Regions from separate parts of the Mus musculus genome. Here all the other regions are linked to region 2. The links are chromatin contacts, called in public Hi-C and HiChIP or PLAC-seq maps. All regions are on one chromosome and are shown on one strand. Each heading gives the region's core, a stretch centred on a gene start, on an enhancer-like site or on the middle of the called end of the contact. The rest is flanking DNA. Distances are from core to core; before and after follow the strand shown.

Region 1 (2,700 bases), core at 10-2,509, 130 kb before region 2:
GGAACTTGTTCTGTAGGCCACTCTGGCCTCAGTCTCACTGCAGACCTCCATCTCTGTTTCCCCAGTAGACAGCTGACTCTCCATTTACATGTGAACATGTGCGCCGGCCATAGCACATACGTGGGGAACAGAGGGCAACACGTGGGAGTCGTTCTCAAGTCACCAGGCTTGGTGGCAAGCACCTTTACCTGCGATTTCCTCTTGAGCAGACACAGGCAGGCCTTAATGTCCTGTACTGATCGGACATCTCAGTGAACACACAGACCCCCAGACCCAGGTCAGCCTTTGAAATGAATGATGGGGGCCTCCTGGTGAATGGTCAGCTCTTTGCTGCCTTTTGTTGTTATTTTTTTCAGTTGGTTTGAAAGGTCTCTTATGGTCTAGGGTTAACCTCAAACTTACTACTTAGCTCAGGCTAGCCTCATGGTCCTCCCACCTCCTTCACAAGGGCTGGAACTAGTGTGGCCACCATTCCCAGCCTTTTGCTATCCTGTTCTTCGTGGATTTTCCCTACACTACTGTTCACTGTGAGCGAGGCTAGTGTTCAGGTTTAAATAACCAGTCATCAGCAAAAGTGTGTTGCTCTCATCAGTTTACAGAGATGCCTTAAAAATAGGGGTCTGTTAACCTACGCTAACTCGAGACACATAGTCCCAGAACAGTCACAATGATAATACCTTCCTGTGACATAATGTTTCTTCCTGTTGTTCTGTTTTCACACTTTTGAGACAAGGTCTGTGTAGACTACGCTGACTCTGAACTTGTAGCCATTCACCCACCTTTCCCTTGTATTTTAAGGTCACAGCACACTGTCTGCACAGCACCTCATTGTGTCCTCCTGGATATTATGGGACACCAAGGGCTTTTCCTCAGTGTCACCACACAGTGGGAAGGAAGATCACTTTCAAGTTCATAACAAAGACCTTCTAGGAGGGACCACGCAGGCTCATGTGCACACTCAGGGACAATGTCCCTTAGGACAGCAAAGCCTGCACGAGAGAGCAAGGAATCTTGACAGCTTACTGGCTTTTTAACGCTTACATCCTTATGCCAGTCACACTGCTGCGTGGGACAGCAGGGGAAGACAGATGTCACAAAGACAAACTTGCCTGAAGGGTTGCCATTGCTGTTACATTTTTTTTTTTTTTCAGTTTGACAACCTTCCTTTAAAAAGGACTGTGGTTAGCTTTGGCCGTTGTAAATGTTTCCTTGTACAGAATGTCCTTTTGTATTCTGGCCACCAGGTGGCACCACAGCACCTCCGTTTACCTGCCTAATCTACTCCTGGCCAGGGCAGGCAAGCAATAGCAAAGTTGGGTGCTGACACCCCTGCAGGCCCCTCAGACTCTCAGAGAACTTGCTCAATCCCCGTGGTGGCATAACCACGCACCACAAGCAGCCAGCTCTCTAGACAAACAGTAGCAGCAAACTCCCTCAGCCTCTGGGAGATGTAACGGAAAATCCCCAGAAGAGCTACTCTGTGTGATAGACTTAGAATGACTTGGAATGGAGACCAGGGAACACTTCCCAAAACAGGCGGGGCAGGGGGGGGGTGGCCGGGGGGGAGGGGATGTAACAGACACAAGGCTTCTGGAAGTGCTAAGCTTCTAAAAAGTTCTAAAGCTAACTAGCAACTCAGCAGACCCCAGCGCACACACCCACAGAAGACACGCAGCTTCCGCAGGTGCCTCTAACAGGAAATAGCCTTCGGATGGTTAATCTAAGGGTTAGCATCCCTTGAGTTTACAGTCGCCATGGCAACACACCTCTGGTATGTCTCTTGAGAGTACTTCCAGGGAGGTAAATGGGAAAGACACACTCCTGAGAGTGTGGGGACACAGTCCACAGACCGGGGCTCTGGACTGATTTAAAATGAGGGCGGGCGCTGAGCAGCAGCACTCCTCCCTTCTTCCGTAGCCTCAGGTGGCCTTAGTGCATTGCTCAACCATCAGATGAGGGAACTGCAAGCACATAGTAGGGATGGGAAGGAAGCACACCCACGCAGAGCCCAGATGACCATGGCAGCACAACCCGGGCAGAGGAAAACAGAGTCAGCCCACTACATCCTGTGTCCTACAACGTTCGAGAAGTGAGGGGGGACCTCTGGGGGACAGCGATTCAGAGGAGGATGCTTACTCTCTCCTCTCTCTATCACTAAGGCCTTAATAGTCTGCCTCTCCTAGTGTGTACAGCTGTGTTCGCTGGGTGTGGAGACCTATGAAGGCGTATACCCGGGATGGGTACAGCTTCTGTCTCTATGATGCGCATCAACGAGAACCGATTCATGCTGGGCTCAGGGGAGACTGAGGGAGAAGGGCTGCGTCTTCCTGAAACAGATGCCGGGGCTACTCACCTGGAGAGGCTGTGAGGGCCATCACACCATAGTAGGAGAAAGCGCTGGCTTCAAACTTCATGCCTTCTTTCCCAGCTTCCACCTCCACCTTCCCCTGTGGGAAGAAAAGGTGTGACTTCAGCTTCAACGACACAGAAAGCTAGTCCTCCCTGGGCTTGGCCACACTCCTCTCCAATGATCCCAAGAAAGACAAGCTCTGGAAAATAAAGGGGCGGGCATATTCATCTAAACTAGAGAACTGTGTTAGGCTGGACCTCTGGAAATAACGATAAAGGGATCAGTATCTGTGGGCCCACTTAACATTTTCCCCACAGCCCCAGCTCTTCAAGGGCCCTCGGTAATGAAAA
Region 2 (2,700 bases), core at 48-2,547:
AAGATGAATCTGCCCTTAGAACTCACCCCAGTGTTCTATGGGCCTAAGCATCCTCAGACTCCCTAATTAAACACCTCTGAGGCCATGCTAACCTCACCTCTTCCTCTAGTGCCCAAATTCTCCTTTGCTGGGATCTCAGAATGACCAAGATTTTCTCACCAAAGCTTCTGTTGTTGAAGGCTGTTCCTTGCTCGTTTTTGAGGCCAGGTCTCACATACCCCAGGCTGGCTCACACTCTCTGTGGAGCTGGGGAGGGAGGACCTGTGCTTCTGGTCCTCCCAGCTCTACCTCCGAGTGCTGGGGCCTTAGGTTGTGCTGCCTCTCCTGGTTTCGCCTGGTACTGGAGAGCAAACGCAGAGCTTCCTGCCTAGACTACCAGGCAAGTATTCTACCAGCTGGACTGTGCCCTGGCCCCAGGGTTTACGTCTGATTTATCAGATCCTGATAAGGACCTGTGTCCCGTCATTGATTCTTCCTTTAATCCTCATAACTTCTTTAATATGGGCCCTAGAAGCAAACCCAGCATTTCCCTAAAGGTTTAATGAGAGCACCTTACAAGGGGAGAGAAATCCTGTTTGGATCTCTTAGCTTTCCTTTTTTCAAAAACATCACTTAAGACAGATGACGGGGGGGGGGGGGGGGGCTGGAGAGATGACTCAGCAGTTAAGAGAACTGACTGCTCTTCAAGAGGTCCTGTGTTCAAATCCCTGTGTTATTGTGTTATGACCCATGGGATCTGATTCCCTCTTCTGGTGTGTGTGAAAACAGAATATATATATATATATATATATATATTTTTTTTTTTTTTTTTTTTGGTTTTTTGAGACAGGGTTTCTCTGTATAGCCCTGGCTGTCCTGGAACTCACTCTGTAGATCAGGCTGGCCTCGAACTCAAAGATCCGCCTGCCTCTGCCTCCCAAGTGCTGGGATTAAAGGCGTGTGCCACCATGCCCGGCATAAAATATTTTTAAAAAGACAAACTACAGACATCCATTGTGGTATCAATTATCAAGGTGAACTGAAGTCAAATTTATTTTTTATTTGTTTTCTTTTTCATTCAGTTACAGAGAAAAAAATTGCAGACAGCAACCTAAAGAATACTCCTAGCAAATTTGAGTTGACAATCTTTTGTCATGGTTAGCATAAATTTAGTAAGTACTGTGCTTCCTGGTAACCACAGAGAAGAACCCAGAGGTGTCCTGTGGTAGGCCAGAAGGAAGATAATTCTCACAACGTTGATGATGCCTTTGGCCCTTTGAGTAAACCTTGGGCTTCCAAGTTCTACTTCTGACCACTAGGTGGCACCAGAACTCTGAGATAGAGAAATAGAAAAGCAGGCGATTTGCTGTGAACCTTCAATTAACATCCTCTAAAAGTCACTCTTATTCTTAGCAGTGGTCTAGCTTGTGGTGGCTTTGCCACCTTCACATAATCTGTGCACTGGCGAAGAGCAGGCTAAGAAGCCTCTGTGACTGTCCTTTAGCCACCCTCTTGAGCCCGGTGGGCTCCGCGCTGGCTGTAGATCTAGCAGTTTTTCCTCTTGCCACAGCAGCCTCCCGTGCCTTCAGGTGCATGTCTGGGCTTCATCTTGTCAGAGTCCTCTGCAAGCTTGAATGGATCTCTGATTAGAACCTGTCAAAAGACAAAGCAGAATGAGCATACAGAGGGGCACTGAAGCACCCCAACATTGATATTTCTGTTTGATGTGGGCTGATTTATCAAGGAAAGAGAAAATGTTAACCCTGTCCACCCTTGGAGGAGCACTGCCATCCTTTTGGGAGCACTGTCACCCTTGGAGGAGCACTGCCACCCTTTTGGGAGCACTGTCACCCTTGGAGGAGCACTGCCACCCTTGCGGGAGCACTGCCACTCTAGAATACAAATAACCTTTTAAGATAAGCCTTGTGGTACATAAATCTGTCCCCTACCTCAGCAATGTAGAAGTGGAGGCAGAAGGATCTGGACTTAAGATCATCTTTGATTGAATAGTGAGTTGGAGGCCAGCCTGGGCTACAAGTTAAGGAACAAAAGATGACTCTATGTTCTGGAAGCTCTAATTAGATTATCAGTCACTCTTCCAGGGTAACCTTTACTTTGTTCAAGAAAGGGAGGATTAATTTTTGGGTTTGTTGTTGTTGTTTTTGTTTCTTTTGAGACAGAGTTCCATGTAGCCCAGGCTGGCTTCCAACTCACAATGATACTAAGAGAATGTTGAGGGTATATACACATACACACACACACCCCACACACCCCAATTCATGCTGTGCTGGGGACTGAACCCAGGCTCTGTGCACGCAGACGAGAACTTTACCAGCTGAACTAGAACTCCACCCCAAAAGCGACTTTTATTGTTGTTCTGAGATTGTCTTACACTGAAACCTAGGTCGGCCTGGAACTCTTGGTGATCCTCCTGCCTCAGTTTCTTAAGTGCTGAAGCTACCATAGCCTGCTTAAAAGTAGTCTCTGCTGGGCCAGGGAAGCTGATTTCCCCCAATTGATTCCATGAGATTCCATGAGATGAGATCCTCATGAGCAAGCGCCTTTTACCCTTGGAACGGAAATCCTGAAATGCTATCTATGCCCTGTCCTCCAGAACTCTGTGCACGAGGCAGGAATGCTAAGTCTGCTGATGTCCAGATTAGAGATGGCCATCTCCAGTCACCCTGACCGTGGAGTGCAGAGTGCATTCGCTCAGGGGGG
Region 3 (2,700 bases), core at 6-2,505, 220 kb after region 2:
CCCAGAAACAACTTATTTATTAATCTTACTTAACCTTGGCAAGGACACTATTAACTGGAGATACTGAGTTACTTGTCCAAGATCTCACAAGAAGGAGACAGAGGAGTCAAGGCCGGCTCACTGGGCATGGTGGTGCATACCTTTAATCCCAGCATTCCAGAGGCAGAGAGAGGCTGGCAGATCTCCAATTTCAAGGCTAGCCTAGTCTACAAAGAGAGTTCTGAAACACTTACACAGCTACACACACAAAAAATATCACCACCACCATCATCATCGTAATATCGATAAAAGACAGGCTCACATTATGTTATTCTGGCTGGCCCAAACCCACTATGTAGACCAGAGTGGCCTCAGACTTACAGAGATCCTCCTGCCTCTACGCTGGCACTAACCCAGTTCCTTTTTGACTTCCAAAGCTGTGATCTTAGAAGCCCAGAAAGAAGGCTGGAGGGCTGGCTTGGTGTGTAAGAGCACTGGCTGTTCTTGCAAAGCACCCAGGTGCACACAGTGCACCGACATAGATACAGGCAAAACACCAATATGTGAAAAATAAAACAACAGCAATCTTTTAAAAAATTAAAAAATAAAAAAAGTTGTTTTGAAAGAAAGAACACAGGAATCCCCTTCACAAAGAACTACAGAGCAATTTCCTTCCTTAGTGTGAAGTGCGGTGTTCCAGGGACAAAAAGCCCTTGCTAAAGAAATTAAATATTAATGACAGAATTTTAGAGAGCAAATGGGGTGCAGGAGTGGGCAGAAGTCTTGGCTGGGGTACCTGAAGCTGGGGGGCTGGGGACCAAACAAACTGTTGCCTCTTCTAGTGATTGGCTGAGTGGATTCTGCTAAGTAGTCACCACAGCCACGTGCTTCCAACAAGGAGCGTGGAGCACCCAGGAAACGTGCTCCCAACAAGGAGTGAGTGTGGAGCACCCAGGAGCCGGAGCCCGCATGCAGCTTGGGCTCCTGCTGGCTCCTCGTTTGGAAGCCCTGGCTCTCCATCAGGACCATCAGTGGCTAGGAGCACCTGGAGGACAGGCCTCCAAGGCACAGTAAGGTGGGCCAGGGATGACCTCACTCGGCCTTTGGACCTTCCCCTAGCTGCTGCTCCCAAGGCCACCAGCACAGGGCGCCAAACAGGAACCAGCCCCACCCTTAAAAACAAAAGAAAGCAGCTGGGCTCAGCTGGGAGCGGGTTCTGGGCTAAGTCTGTTGCTTCCAGTCTGAACCAGAGATTGGCCAAGTTTGATCTAGGTCATTGGAGCAGCAGTCCTGACCGTCCACTCTGACTTCCCGAAGGGAGGGGAGGAAAAAGAGCGGCTTGCAGGACAGACACGCCCCCTCCACACACCCACAGCTTCTGCCTGCTGAGCAGTCTTGAAAACTAGAGCCCAAAGAGGCCTGTCATCTGTCTCCATTTTCCTCCTTCGGACCCACATTGGACAGACTTCACACACTGGCTAGCATATCCTGGCCTTTTCTTTCAGTCAGGTATCCATGTGTAGGGCACAAACTTCACATTCATCCTTAGGAATGGCTTATCTGTGTCACTAGCTCCTCCCCGCCTGCTTTCCCCATCCCATCTCCGTACACTCTTCAGAGCCCACCAGCCTCCCTCCCTGTCTTACTTGCACCAAAAGGTCAGAATCAGGGAAGAACAACAGTCCCCACATCAGCCCCCATACACAGAACGTGGCTGATCTGGGGCTTTCCAGTCCGATGGGCTGGGACTTCCCTTAAGCTCCCAGATGACAGAGCTAAAGCAGTTTCCCTGCCACAGATGGCTTTTTGGAAAAGAGGGGATCATCTTTGGTTGCCACCAGTAGCCCATCCTGAAGCCAGAAGACTGACTTAATCCAGCCCGACTCTTCCCCTCAATACACCGAGCCCCCGAGATAGATTTCATCCTGACTCGCTCTCGGCCTCTCTCCACCCTAAGACCTGCAAGAACTAGCAGGGCAGTGAGTTGGGCAGAGAGAGAGTGGGAGGGAGCAGGATTCATTCCGCGGCTGGGATATGCTGATCCAGGCAGGAGGCGGGGCCTGCACAGCTGCAGGCAGCCCCCCTGCCCTGAGCCCGTGAATGGGCATGCACCCTCCCGCCTGCCTGAACTGCTCCTGAAACAGTTGGTCCTAATGAACACTGCGCAGGCAGGGCAGCTGTGGGCATTATCCATATGCATGGGAGGTGTATATTTATCCTCACATCCCACTCCACTCTGCAGCTGCCGCCATCTCCTGTGCCAGGAGAGTGAGCGGGTACCAGGGCCCAGGCTGCTCTTCCCACCCCCACCCCACGTCCTAGCCTTCCCTGGCTAACCCACACCACAGCCTCCACTTGACCCATTTAGAGGCAGAAGTGCGTGTGTGTGTGTGTGTGTGTGTGTGTGTGCGCGCGCGTTTGTACGCACTCAAATGTGTGAGTGTATTTGAGAGCGAGTGTAAGACAGTGCGCACACATCCAGTTGGCGCTTTTGATTTCCTCTGAAGCCTCTTGATTGCAGGCACACAATGGCATCTTGCTGCCTGCCCTGCTCCCTCAGCAGCCTGGGGTTCTGTGCTGCCTCCTCCCTAGAGCTGAGATTTTTCTGCTGACTCTGGGCACAGGGTTGACAAACCAGGAAGAGAAGCCTGAACTAGGCTCCCACCCTTGACCCTGGTCCTTTCTAAGCCCCCATATCCACAGTGGCTTGTATTCCTTATC
Region 4 (2,700 bases), core at 198-2,697, 140 kb after region 2:
TGGTTTTGTTCTGTGACTTTCAGCTCACTTGAAAAAAAAAAAATCTTATCAAATCACAGAGCTCGGCAGAGGATCAAGAGTTCAAGCCCTGCCTGACCTACATTGCAAGATCCTGTCTCAAACAAAACAAAACTCAATTATTTTGGGGTTTTGGGTGTTTTTCTTGTTTTGTTTCTTGAAGAGGATATTCGGGAGAAAAATAAGATACGTATGTGAAAGGGCTGCCCTTGAGCTCTAAGGGGAAAGGTAAGAATTCTGCTAACAATTTCTGCTCTTCAGCGTGATGTGACGTGCTAAGCTGCACAGGCTGTCCCTGTGCCTGTGGAAAACAGACAATGATGGGAAGAAAGGGGAGAAACCAAAGGAAACGATAGAAGCTTTGCCAGATTTAACAGGGGAGGGGTGATTCCCCCTACAGCACCCCACCCAATCTGGCACCAAGAGTAACGCTTCAATTAGGGTTTCGAAACGCCAGCCCAAGCTAGAATCAGCATAAGCAGGCATCTCGGCCCTGGACTCAGGAAGAGCAAGCCACCCAGCAAGAAAAGCTAGGGTGCTCCACTTGCTGCCGATATTGGCATCGGAACCACCCTCTGCTCAAAAGCCCTGAGCTGGCTCGCTCGGATCAGCACTAGTGACTTCTTCCCAGGACAGCTAGCCTAACAGCACGGTTTTCTCACACTCAAATGTGCCCCTCCTCCTGAGGGGTTACTACTTCATCCCTACTATCTCCCAAGAACCTTACCTCCAGCAACAGCCCACCAACGTACTATGCCTTACAGCATTAAAAATAAGAGTCAGGATGCCCTCAGAACTTTTCCTTTGTCCAGCCTGAAATAAATACCATGCTGAGCCCTCCTCCCTCTGGGGCCAGTGCAGTAACCTGGGATCCCAGCACACACTGGTGTGCACACAGTCTCTGGCTCCGGACTCTACTGCGGAGCAGAAATAGGGCCCACGGGCGCCAGTGTGCGGCGATCTCCGCGAAGAGTCCTCCAGAGCACCTACCATAACTACCCTCTCAAAGGACCCTCAAGTCGCCTGGCACCATTGCCTCTGCCACCTTCTTGACATCCAACTCGTCACAGGTGTCCCTCAGCTAAACATCAACACCCCCACCCTTCACCTGGTCCACCTTAGCCATGGGCTTCCCTCCCGAAAACACTCAACTCCTTGCAAACAAACCTCTTTGAGACCCCCCTCCAACCAGGCCTCGACCGCCCCAGACCCCCAAGCTAGCCCAGAAGCCCTCCCCTTACCTGCGGGGGCTCAGCCCTCACTGACAGGGGGCTGGGCAGCGCCTGGAGGAGCAGGAGCGCCATGCCACCCAGGAGCCTTCTCCTCTCCATCCCCCTCCTGCTCCTGCTCCTCCGCCACGGCGCCGCCACCCCTCCTCCTCCCTCTCTTCTTCCCTCTGCTTCCTCCTTCCCTTCTTTTCCTGTTTCGCTCTGCCCTCCCGCTTCCGGCTCGGCTCCACCCCGCCCCAGGCAAAGGGCCCGCCCAGATGCAGGGGAGGGTCTCCAGCTCCCGCGCCTCATTGGCTCCTACTTTCTGTCCATTGGTCAAAAGAACTGTGAGTCAAATACCAGTCCCAGCCACCCTCGTGCTAGGTGATTTGGCCAATGAAAAGTGGGAGGAAGCTGGGCCATCTTGAATGCTGCGAGGTGCAGAAAAGTGCAGAGCGCCCCGCCCCGCAGAGAGTGGCGGAAGTAACAGGAGCTAGGGACACGACCACCCGGATGCATTGAAAAGGTTTACAGTATTTCAGTCATTTTGAGTGTGGCGGAAATGTTATGTTCCCACAGTTAAGTGGAGGTAAAAGAAAGAAAGAAAAAAAAAAGTGGTGAGGTATAATGATTCTAAAGCGTGCTTCCAACTGCAGTCTATAAGCCTTTGGTGCTTTTTGTATTAAAATAAGTAGAGGTAAAAGAAAGAAAGAAAAAAAAGTAGTGAGATATAATGATTCTAAAGCGTGCTTCCAACTGCAGTCTATAAGCCTTTGGTGCTTTTTGTATTAAATTACAGGAAGCCCTATTATCAGGATCCTTTTTCCAAGCTCACTACCCAAGCAGCAGCTTTGAGTCATTTGAGTCCCCTATTAAATAGCACCTCTCTTAGCGATAGTGCTCTGCTACCCCCAAGTTTCAAGGACAAAACTCTTCAGACCCTACTCAGAAATAGCTCTGAGACCCACCAATCATTGCTTCATCCATGTTATCTTCCGGCTAAATGAAAATGGCTTCCCTTTGCCCCTCCACACACCGCAAGGACAATACTAGTCCACACAAACCCACACATCACCATGTAGCTGCTTCAATTTGAGAATTCTTGTCCAACAGGGCAGGAGGATGTATCACTCTGTGGTAAATGGCTTGCATGGGCAAGGCCCTGAGTTCAGACCCTGGTATGGGCCATAAGGAACAGAGAAAGGGAAGAGATAGAGGGAGGAAGAGAGGGAAAAAGAAAGAAAAAATTACACTTCAATTAGTTACAGGATGTACTTGGCTAGTTTTTGATGTAGGGTCTCTTCCTGTTGTCCATACAAGCCAGAAACTAGGTAACTCAGGCTGTCCTCAAAGTTGTGTTAGTAGTTCCCATGCAAAGCCCTCCTGCTCATTATAACTGCTGTTCAACACCTTACAGGCCAACTCAACTAAATGGATAAGGGTTTGGCAGCGGGTGGGGGTGTGGCTGCTGCCG
Region 5 (2,700 bases), core at 28-2,527, 250 kb before region 2:
AGAAGAGGGCGTCAGATCTCATTATGGGTGGTTATGAGCCACCATGTGGTTGCTGGGACCTTTGGAAGAGCAGTCAGTGCTCTTACCCACTGAGCCATCTCACCAGCCCAGCTCTAGTGTTTTTTTGTTTTTTTTTTGTTTTTTCTTTCTGAGACAGGGTTTCTCTGTATAGCCCTGGCTGTCCTGAAACTCACTTCGTAGACCAGGCTTGCCTTGAACTCAGAAATCCGCCTGCCTCTGCCTCCTGAGTGCTGGGATTAAAGGCGTGCGCCACCACGCCCAGCCAGCTCTAGTGCCCTTAAGCTCATTGTAAATCTGAAGATTTCTGTGTCTTTTATCTGGGAACAATATGGTCTGAAGTGGAGTAGAAACCCCTTAATATTCAAAGACAACAAGGGGGTGTAGCAACCCCAGAATAATAATTATCACAACAAAACATAATTGAGAGCGTGTATGGGCAAGTACCCAGCTCTGGTTCTGGCCCTCATTAAGCACTCAAAAGTATGATTCTTTAAAAATATACATAGTCGGACTGGAGAGATGGCTCAGTAGTTAAGAGCACTGACTGCTCTTCCAGAGGTCCTGAGTTCAATTCCCAGCAACCACACAGTGGCTCATCTGTAATGGGTATCAATGCCCTCTTCTGGTGTGTCTGAAGTGTGCACATCATATTAAAAAAAAATCTTAAAAAAAAAAGAATATATGTAGTTAGCTCAGGCTCTGAAAACTGTTCGAACAGTTTTGTAAAACGGGAATTATATATACATATATATATATATACACATATATATGTGTATGTGTATATATATATGTGTATATATATATGTATATATATATATATATATACACCTCTATAGTTTAGAAATAACTCATACAGGCAACTAACCCAATAAAGGAGACATTGAAGAAAGTTTGGGGAGATTTGGGCTGATTAGGGTCAGGGTTCTTTTGGACGAGTCAGGATCTGAACAGGATTTTGCTAAAGATTTAAAGTACGGATGAGTACCACTTATGAAGTACAAAGACATAAGCCACACAGAGAGCAGACTGGCTCTTGGCTGGGATTGAGCCTAAGGCTGTTTCGGGGGCAAGGAGTTTAAGGTTTTTCCAGGAGTTACCCAGTGAGCCCAGAGAAAGACTGGTGGCCGGTCTCTGTGCAGTTGGTAAATTTACCACTAGGGGGCAGTGTTGACCAACAGCTTGTCCCTTGCCCAACTTAGGATTTGAGCCAAGGTCTTGGTTAGTGGAACACTTTGAATAGAGGTCGCAGTGCTGATCATTGCAAGCAGAGCCTGCGTGGTGAGTGTCAGGACCTAAAGGTCAGGAGTTGAAATGTATTACTCAAGGTTTTAAGAAATCTATTTATTTGTTTTTGGTTTTTTTTTGTTTTGGTTTTGGTTTGGTTTGGTTTGGTTTTGTTTGGGTTTTTTTTTTTTTTTTTTTTTTGGTTTTTCGAGACAGGGTTTCTCTGTATAGCCCTGGCTGTCCTGGAACTCACTTTGTAGACCAGGCTGGTCTCGAACTCAGAAATCCGCCTGCCTCTGCCTCCCAAGTGCTGGGATTAAAGGCGTGTGCCACCACGCCCGGCTAGTTATTTGTTTTTTAATTTTTGCGATCTCACTATGTAGCACTTGATTGACCTACAACTTGCCACGGTGACCAGATGGCACTGAGCTCACAGAGAGATCTGTCTGCTTCTGTGTCTTGAGTGCTGGGATTAAAGGCACGAGACACCACACTCCCCTTCCTTCCTTCCTTCCTTCCTCCTTCCTTCCTTCCTTCCTCCTTCCTTCCTTCCTTCCTTCCTTCCTTCCTTCCTTTCTCTCTCTCTCTCTCTCTTTCTTTCTTTTAAAGATTTATTTATTTTTATTATATGTAAGTACACTGTAGCTGTCTTCAGACACTCCAGAAGAAGGAGTCAGATCTCTTTATGGATGGTTGTAAGCCACCATGTGGTTGCTGGGATTTGAACTTCGGACCTTCGGAAGAGCAGTCAGGTGCTCTTACCCACTGAGCCATTCCCTGCCACCCCCCACTTTCTTTTAAAACTATTGATATGTTTGCATGTATCTGTCTGGTGTGTCTGTGTGTTTGTGTGTGCATGCACGTGTGTTTTCATGTCTGTGAGTGTGGGCACCACACCTGCCCTGGCTCACATGTAGAGATCAGAAACAACTTTGGATGTTGGTCTTTGCATCCCATCTTGTTTGAAATAGGGTCTCTTGTTCTCTGGTGCAACCCTAGGGTAAGTGGCCCACAAGCGTCTGGGAATTCTTCTGTCTGTGTTGCTGTAGAAATGCTAGGATGATGCACTGTAGGGCATATGGGAGCTTGTTACCAGGCAGGCATGAGAAGTGGTCAGGCTGAGTGAGCGCAAGTCCCAGGGATCTCGGGATTGAGACCGGCAGGAGCGGAGCCGTTCCCTGCCGCCTCTACCTGCCCTGGAACAGAAACCACAACACCCCACTGAGGACCGTGGTGATCAGTCATGTGGCATAAAAAACCTCAAGTACTCCACACTAATGAGGTACCTAGATAAGCCCCTGAGGGTTCAGCCAATTAGCTTCCCTTCCTGTGCACTCCTTCCCGCAAAAGGTATTTGATCCCCGGTTCACCCTGAGTGAAGTGTATGCAATTAATATCCACCATCAAATAAACCAATATGACCAAGCAAGCTGCGGGGAAGGCCTTCATCTTAAA

What was found. A called contact is a pair of places that touch in the nucleus more often than the background predicts. HiChIP or PLAC-seq counts read pairs in DNA pulled down with a chosen protein or histone mark.
Region 1: a Hi-C map of bone marrow-derived macrophages shows a contact between it and region 2, with 7 times the contacts expected there. The contact joins two enhancer-like sites. A contact is called at or near these places in 2 of 39 promoter capture datasets (hippocampal neurons and neural stem cells), 8 of 15 datasets of contacts at CTCF or cohesin (CD8 T cells, the NIH/3T3 cell line, embryonic stem cells and 3 more), 129 of 484 Hi-C or Micro-C datasets (3T3-L1-derived adipocytes, the AML12 cell line, B cells and 79 more), 9 of 115 datasets of contacts at active chromatin or transcription factors (CD8 T cells, the HPC-7 cell line, bone marrow-derived dendritic cells and 6 more) and 4 of 9 other capture datasets (adipose tissue, embryonic trunk, liver and 1 more).
Region 3: a contact with region 2 is called in an H3K4me3 HiChIP or PLAC-seq map of bone marrow-derived macrophages, with 3 times the contacts expected there. The contact joins two enhancer-like sites. A contact is called at or near these places in 3 of 484 Hi-C or Micro-C datasets (embryonic stem cells, growing oocytes and undifferentiated spermatogonia) and 1 of 115 datasets of contacts at active chromatin or transcription factors (bone marrow-derived macrophages).
Region 4: a Hi-C map of bone marrow-derived macrophages shows a contact between it and region 2, with 57 read pairs. The contact joins the promoter of Wbp1l here to the enhancer-like site in region 2. A contact is called at or near these places in 20 of 39 promoter capture datasets (the 3T3-L1 cell line, 3T3-L1-derived adipocytes, the C10 cell line and 15 more), 9 of 15 datasets of contacts at CTCF or cohesin (CD8 T cells, the G1E-ER4 cell line, the NIH/3T3 cell line and 5 more), 268 of 484 Hi-C or Micro-C datasets (3T3-L1-derived adipocytes, the 4T1 cell line, the 63-12 cell line and 145 more), 47 of 115 datasets of contacts at active chromatin or transcription factors (CD4 T cells, CD4 single positive thymocytes, CD8 T cells and 37 more) and 6 of 9 other capture datasets (adipose tissue, embryonic stem cells, embryonic tail and 3 more).
Region 5: a Hi-C map of bone marrow-derived macrophages shows a contact between it and region 2, with 35 read pairs. The contact joins two enhancer-like sites. A contact is called at or near these places in 3 of 15 datasets of contacts at CTCF or cohesin (the NIH/3T3 cell line, embryonic stem cells and large pre-B cells), 108 of 484 Hi-C or Micro-C datasets (the 4T1 cell line, the AtT-20 cell line, B cells and 71 more), 16 of 115 datasets of contacts at active chromatin or transcription factors (the HPC-7 cell line, T-cell acute lymphoblastic leukemia, acute myeloid leukemia and 11 more) and 1 of 9 other capture datasets (embryonic stem cells).

The regions. Positions count from the first base shown.
Region 1 is chr19:46,868,285-46,870,984 of GRCm38.p6, reverse strand. Cnnm2 (cyclin M2) reads right to left here. Exons shown (of 8, transcript NM_033569.3): 5 at 2,354-2,447. Among named protein-coding and RNA genes, the nearest start is that of Nt5c2, 93 kb to the left of the region's middle. Within about 2 kb of position 1,259, at least 74 of the 459 cell types and tissues checked have an H3K27ac peak or open chromatin away from gene starts, as enhancers often do. A contact at or near this core is called in CD8 T cells and bone marrow-derived macrophages, where this site is marked.
Region 2 is chr19:46,739,393-46,742,092 of GRCm38.p6, reverse strand. As3mt (arsenite methyltransferase) reads right to left here. Exons shown (of 11, transcript NM_020577.3): 11 at 998-1,632. The coding sequence ends at 1,525. Among named protein-coding and RNA genes, the nearest start is that of Cnnm2, 21 kb to the left of the region's middle. Within about 2 kb of position 1,297, at least 8 of the 459 cell types and tissues checked have an H3K27ac peak or open chromatin away from gene starts, as enhancers often do. A contact at or near this core is called in CD8 T cells, the P5424 cell line and bone marrow-derived macrophages, where this site is marked.
Region 3 is chr19:46,523,341-46,526,040 of GRCm38.p6, reverse strand. No RefSeq gene overlaps it. Among named protein-coding and RNA genes, the nearest start is that of Trim8, 23 kb to the right of the region's middle. Within about 2 kb of position 1,255, at least 254 of the 459 cell types and tissues checked have an H3K27ac peak or open chromatin away from gene starts, as enhancers often do. A contact at or near this core is called in bone marrow-derived macrophages, where this site is marked.
Region 4 is chr19:46,597,853-46,600,552 of GRCm38.p6, reverse strand. It overlaps Wbp1l (WW domain binding protein 1 like), which reads right to left and starts at 1,447. Exons shown (of 5, transcript NM_001177812.1): 1 at 1,260-1,447. The coding sequence starts at 1,349.
Region 5 is chr19:46,989,833-46,992,532 of GRCm38.p6, reverse strand. It overlaps a transcript of Nt5c2 not described here. Among named protein-coding and RNA genes, the nearest start is that of Ina, 23 kb to the left of the region's middle. Within about 2 kb of position 1,277, at least 15 of the 459 cell types and tissues checked have an H3K27ac peak or open chromatin away from gene starts, as enhancers often do. A contact at or near this core is called in bone marrow-derived macrophages, where this site is marked.